Linked DNA regions of Mus musculus: region 1 is linked to region 2. A link is a contact called in public HiChIP or PLAC-seq data. All regions are on one chromosome and are shown on one strand. Each heading gives the region's core, a stretch centred on a gene start, on an enhancer-like site or on the middle of the called end of the contact. The rest is flanking DNA. Distances are from core to core; before and after follow the strand shown.

The links. HiChIP or PLAC-seq counts read pairs in DNA pulled down with a chosen protein or histone mark.
Region 1: a contact with region 2 is called in an H3K27ac HiChIP or PLAC-seq map of the NIH/3T3 cell line, with 8 times the contacts expected there. The contact joins the enhancer-like site here to the promoter of BC106179 in region 2. A contact is called at or near these places in 2 of 39 promoter capture datasets (both in the 3T3-L1 cell line), 1 of 484 Hi-C or Micro-C datasets (cortical neurons), 1 of 115 datasets of contacts at active chromatin or transcription factors (the NIH/3T3 cell line) and 1 of 9 other capture datasets (pancreatic islet).

The regions. Positions count from the first base shown.
Region 1 is chr16:23,544,136-23,547,525 of GRCm38.p6, forward strand. It overlaps a transcript of Rtp4 not described here. Among named protein-coding and RNA genes, the nearest start is that of Masp1, 25 kb to the left of the region's middle. Within about 2 kb of position 1,901, at least 9 of the 459 cell types and tissues checked have an H3K27ac peak or open chromatin away from gene starts, as enhancers often do. A contact at or near this core is called in the NIH/3T3 cell line, where this site is marked.
Region 2 is chr16:23,223,540-23,226,757 of GRCm38.p6, forward strand. It overlaps BC106179 (cDNA sequence BC106179), which reads right to left and starts at 1,945. Exons shown (of 3, transcript NR_152126.1): 1 at 1,929-1,945; 2 at 246-905. St6gal1 (beta galactoside alpha 2,6 sialyltransferase 1) reads left to right here and starts at 1,201. Exons shown (of 8, transcript NM_145933.4): 1 at 1,201-1,690.

The sequences.
Region 1 (3,390 bases), core at 651-3,150, 320 kb after region 2:
CCCTATAGAACAGGCCAATAAAACATTTCAGAGGCTTTCCTACAAAGGATGCAAGGTTTCGCTGTGGCAAGAAGAGTCTACAGAAGCTGTAATGGGAGAATTATAAGCCCACAAATTACACATCTGGAGATTTCAGCACTTGGGGTGTGGTAGGGTAGAATTTGTTAAAAAATGGGTTGCACCTGAAAAGAAGATCTAAATATAACGAATGAATTACGAATTACGCATACTTGTAAAACAGGGCCAGTCATCCCAGGCGTTATTTTAAGTGAAGAAGCTAAACATCAAAGGCAAATGTTTTATGGTTTCATTTATATGAAACTTCTACAAAAGCAAAACAATAGAGAGACAGGAAGCAGAGCAGAGGCTTGCTGGGGTAAAGGAATGTGCAGAGGAGGAGCGGGTGCTGTGTGGGGTAAGTAGAGAGAGCCCTAAAACCCGTGATGGCTGCAGAAACTTCGGCACACTGTACACTGCATAAACACAGGGTGGGAAGGCAGAGGCTATGGGAGGCACAGGGACTGACAAAACCAAGCCCGACGTGGAGATGGCAGATAATTCTGCTCATTTGTACTCTGCTCTGCAGACATGCTGAATTTCGTCTAAACCTCTCAGTACTTCTTGGTCTCCTCACACCACATCCGCAGTATCATTAAACCATGTGTGGTTTAGAAACAGTTGAAAACCATAAGAATAGGTGAACGATGCTTAGATTTATCTTGGAAACTAATTTTTTTTTTTTGTATTTTGTAATTTTTTTAGGGCAAGATCTCACTGTGTTGTCCAGGATAAATTTAAACGTTTGGGCTCAAGTGGTCCTCCTGTCCCCAGTTTCCTGGGGAGGATAGGATTGGGACACCAGTTGCCTACGTGCTTCTATACAGTAACCAAAAATACCAGGAGTAGACCATGGACAGCTGTGGTCTCGAGCACACACGTTTGTCATGTTTGAGGCTGGTTCTGACTATGAGTGAAGCACAGGGAAGGCAGCTTCTCTTTAGGCTTTAGGATGGGAGCCACCTGCAGCCTAGTTCCCTGGGCTGCTAAGCAGCTCTGTGGCTCAGGTCTTGCTCCAGTTCCAGAGCATTTTCTGACCTCTATCTCATACCTGCAGAAACAGAACTTCTCCTCTGGCATCTTAGTGTTCCAAGTATCATAGCAAGTATCTCCAAGTGTCAGGGATATTTATGAGCCTTATTTGCAACCATACCTTTTGGGTATTTGGTTTTGAGAGTAGTCCCTGTTAGCCTTCTCTTTAGGCACCGCCTAACAGTTACCTAGCAACAGCCAGGTACCCTTGAATAAAAGGACTCTTCCTCCCCATTCTCCCGCTCTTTCTCCCCTCTTTACCTATTCTCTCCCTCTCTCTTCCCCACGTGTCCCCAGCCAGCCTCTTCCCCTCTTTCTTCCTCTCTCCTTTCTCTTTCTGTCCTCTGTCCTCTTTCCTCTGCCTCTATCCCCATCTCTAGATTCCAAGTGAACTCCCTTTTATATTAGGCCTGTCATATGACCTAATTGTCCAGGGTGACACCTTGGCAGGGCCAGCCAAGGTCTCCCCTCACCCAGCCATTTTATAAATCACAACAATTGCAAAGAACTGGCTTGTAATAGTCAGGGTTTCTATTGCTGTGACAAAACATTATGTCCGAAAAAGCAAGGTGTGGAGGAAAGTGTTTATTCGGCTTACACTTCCACAGCACCGTTCATTATTAAAAGAAGTCAGGACAGGAACTCATACAGGGTGAGAACCTGGAGACAAGAGCTCATGCAGAAGCCATGGAGGAGGGCTGCTTACTGGCTGGCTTTCTCTGGCTTGCTCAGTCTGCTTTCTTATAGAACCCATAACCACCAGCCCAGGGATGGCACCGCTTACCAGGAGCTGAGCCCTCCTCCGTTGACCACTAATTGAAAAAATGCCTTATAGCAGGATCTCATGGAGGCATTTCCTCAACTGAGGCTCCTTCCTCTCTGATGACTCAAGCTTGTGTCAAGTTGACACACAAAACCAGCCAGTACATGGCTCTAATTTATGATTAAAATGCCTTTGCTTACAATTACACACACACACACACACACACACACACACACACACACACACACACACATCTATGTCTCAGAGAATAGGGCTTTGTTTCAGTAAACACAGCACTCATAGCTTCAAAGCTTCAGATGAGTGAAATGGTAGATAGTAGAGTAGAAAACCTAAAGTTCTGAGAATCTGTATTGATTACCTCAATCCCTCTGCTTTTAAGCCTCCTAGACCCTTCTAGCAAAATGGAAAGTGTCTCTGTTACTCTTCCACTGCTGTGATGAAATTTGCTCAGAAGCAACTTAAGGGAGGAGGCATAGGTTTTGGTTCATAATTTCAGAGAAATCTCAGTCCATCTAGGTGGGGAGGCCTGGCAGGGGCATGTGGCTCTGTATATGGTAGGAGGGTGACTGCCTTACAGAGTAGTACCAGGAAATATACAGGGTACACACATATACCCACATAGACAGCCAGACACAGCCATACACACATACATACAGGAGAGAGAGGCAGAAAGCGACAGAGAGAGACTGACACACAGACAGACACACACGGAGAGAGAGGCAGAGAGAGACAGAGAGAGATAGACACACTCACACAGAGACACAGAGACAGAGATGGACACACAGACACAGAGATATACAGAGAGACAGAGACACACACACGGAGACAGACACACAGACACAGAAAAAGAAAGAGACACACAGAGAGAGACAGACACACAGAGAAAGACACACCCACCCACAGACACAGAGAAACAGAGACACACACATGGAGACAGACAGACACACAGACACAGAAAAAGAAAGAGACACACAGAGAGAGACAGACACACAGAGAAAGACACACCCACCCACAGACACAGAGAAACAGAGACACACACATGGAGACAGACAGACACACAGACACAGAGAAAAAGGAAAAGACACATAGAGACAGAGAAGACTTCAAAGGCCCTCCCTATTGACTGCTTTGTGCCAGCCAAGCTCCTGAATGCTCTCTACGATTCACAATAGTGTCACAGTCTGGGAACCCAGAGCACACCACATGAGCCTTTGGAGGATCTCTCGTTCTCAAACCACAACAGAGGCCGCCGTCCACCGATGCTGCAGTTGTTTGGCTGCTATTATTGAACCCCAGTCAACCCTCTTGCTCTTGCACTTTGAACCCAACAGCATCATTTACTTTTGTATAGTTGAAGCCAGCGTGTAGCCCATCTCCACTCTAGATGCCCAGCGTCTTTGAGTCTGTGCTCAGTTGTTATTTCATCAAGCTCTGGATCAACTGAAATCTCACCAGGTCAGCTTCTGCCATATGGCCGTTCTCAGCGTCCCTACCTTTACTTAACCTTTGGATTGGCT
Region 2 (3,218 bases), core at 695-3,194:
AATGGCCTCTTAATGTAGAACAAAATCTTCGACTTTCAGTTAGCACCCTTTCAGAAACAGTCACCCGGGGTCTGCTTTCATTGGCTCACAGCAGAGTGCACTATTATGAGCATGCTCAGTAGGCTAGACTCTACGTTACTTGCTCCACATAAATCATTTCGTGTAAACATGATCCTTAGTGCTGTCTTCTAGCTCTCCATGTTGCAGAAGAGGAAAGAATGGCCCAGAAAGACTGTGGAACTCACCCAAGAACAAATAGCTTCTTGGCCACAGAACTGAATTCACTGTCTGGCACTTTCTGATTTGGGTCTCTGGCTCCAGAGCAGCTGGGGGAGGGTGAGCAGCTAGGGGCTCAGAATCAAAGGATGGAGGAAGACAATCTGAAAGACAGGTGCTGGGGAGGAGGCGGCAATCTTTTCTTTCCCAGGTTGGTGGTGGGAAGCGGCTATCTGGACTTGAAGAGAACGCTCTGGTCCTGGCTCCAGCAATCTTACTGTAGAGGCTATTTTGCTACACAGAAAACCCAGACCAGCAATTTTCTGCGTTCTTGGAGCTCTATTTGATTCCTCTCCCAGCTCAGAGGTGGATATTTGGGATGTGATTACTGCCTCAGAGTAGTCAAATCTCTTCTCTAGGATAGAAAGGACCGAAGGAGCGGCCAGATGGTGGCTTCCAGTTCTCTTACAGAGGAAAGTTTTCAGTCTTTCGGAAGTGGTCTGTGGGTAATCAGAGATGGTCAGACTGCCAGACTGCTTCTTCAACAAGATGTTTCCTCCTGACTTCTCCAGCAGCCGTATCCTAAGCCCAGTGGAAGGAAGGTGCCCGGCTGTCTTTACCTTTGTAACCGGGTCCTGCCTGCCTGCGTACCTACTGTGAGAGTTCCAGGTCGCAGGACTCCAGAACATCTAAAAAAAAAAAAAAAAAAGTTTGACAAGGCTGTGTACAGGATACACTTAATGTTGGGGGATTTTTGTTAAACTCTAAATACTACAGTCTAAGATGTATGTGTCCTACATAAAAATTTGAGTTTTCACAGGGGTTAAATGACTTGTTTGATCAGGATCACCCTGTGCAGAGCCAGGACAAGCACTCTGGTAAGAACGTTTTCGCCAGATAACACTGAATCCAATCCATCGGGACACGCAGGGGGTGGGGGTGGAGGCAGCATTTGGGCTTCCTTGCCTGCCGCATTGCTCCGCCCCAAAGGCTTGCTCTTTGTGGACAGACTGCAAGATTCCCTGCATTACGGGGAGCCCTAAGCAGGCACCTTTAACCTTGAGCCTGCTCGCTAGCGACCTCCAGAGGGCCAGGATGGTTTGGGACCGGTGTGATAGAGCACTTTTCTAGTTTTAACGACTCTATTTGCATAACGGAGACCAAGCGTCCTCCCGCCGGTCTGCCGTGCTTTTCTTCCCTCCTTCCCGGTCCTCTGTACCCTCATCTGTGCTCCCTCTCTGCTTCCCAGAAGATCCGTTCTCAAGGGGACTCACTCGGAGCTTGAGTCCCGGGCTCTTCTCCCTCGGCCCGGCAAGATCCAGAGGCACCTGGGGGAGTGGAGTTGAGCGCCAGCCTGGGTTGGGGAGCCGCCCTGGCACTGCCCGACCCTAACAAAGGGAATCGGACTGCGCGCCGTGCGAGCGCTCGGTGGGCTCAGCGACCGCAGCCGCCTTCCCGATTGAGAGAGCTGCAAGTGAGTAGGGGCGAGGCGGGCGGCACGGGTCTGAAGAAGGAGTGCAGGGGTGCGCTGAGAGGCAGCCCTAGCTGCGGGAGTAGGAGCCGCCGCCCCGGGCTGGGGATGTCTGTCGCGGGTCCAGGGGAGGGACCGCCTTGGCCTCCCCTCCCTAATCCCCCACCCCCACCCCCACCCCCCGGCACGCCAGCCTGCGCACCCATAACAAACCCACGTGTGCGGGGACGCAGGAACCTACACTGCAGCGTCTGTATTGTGTAAGGCGTTGACTCGCGGAGTGAGGGTCTCTTTAGATCTTGCCCACTTTGGTAACAGAGCAGGAAAACAAGCCCGGTGGAAGGAGAGGGGGAGCGCAGGCACCACAACAAACGCACGTGTGCCCCGGCTGAACCTCTTTTGGTCAGGTTATTGTTCCAGCCAAACCAACGGGTGCGGCGCTTGGAGGCCACCTACTACTGCTGGAGAGGTGGGGACCTTTCGCAGCGGTGCTCTGTGAAGGGACGGACTAAACCTGTTGATTTTTAAAGGAAAAAGAAAATACAAACAAGAAAGAGCCGACAAAAAGCCCCCACCCCACCCACACGTATGCTTCACCCATTGGCACGGGTTTGGAGGTGAAACCTACAAGCCCTCATCTCTTCTTCGAGATTTTCTTAAGAGTCGTGGGCTGAACTAAGGATCTGTAGGGTACCCTTCTAAAATAGACCCTGCCCGACACACCATTGTCCCCGTGCACTGGCGACTGCCCCTGTTGGGGAATCTCGAGCGCCTCCCTAGCTTGCTGAAAGAATAGTTCATTTTAACAAAATCCACCAGTGAGGTCTTGGGTTTTGCTTGCTCTTCGCCTGGGAGCTCCCTGTGGCTAGACATTTCAGGTGTCACTGGCCCTGGCCACACAAGGCCAACGGGGGCCCCTCGTCTAGACGGGGACGTATCGGAGGCTCGCAGAGGTAGGTCCACTGTTTGCTGTGCTTTCCCCTTAACTTTCACTCTGCTCACGCAGCCGGATTTTTAGCGTATTGAGGTCTGGGCTTGTCAGCTCTGAGGAAAAGTTGAGGACAGGAAGGGGGCGGTGAACGGATCCTAGGCGACCTGTGCAGGAGTGACAGCATTTTACCAATCTGATGCTGCACCTCGAGTAGTCCCTGTGGAGACTAACCTGTCTCTGAAGACAACTGGACAGCCTTCAACCGTGTACCTTTGTTATTGAAAAAATCCAGGCGACAGCTAGGGAACCTTTTTAATTTTACAGGCAGGAAGCTGAGGTCTGAGAGTTCAGCCCCTTGGGTCTTCCAACTGCTCGGCCTTCATCCAGAGGATTCTGCGGTCGGCTTAAAAGGCAGTAGCCTCAGGCAGGGCGGAGTGAAACAAAGAAAATAATTCAAATTGGAAACTGCGCCCTTCCATTATACCTTTCTAGAGTTCTCTGTTTTAGTGGAGAAGAGGGACTTAGCATTTCCCCCACTTCTCAGCCTGTCCCGCTTCATAACTTTGCTCTGCTCTCCTGGCTGCCCTCTTGTTCTCAAAT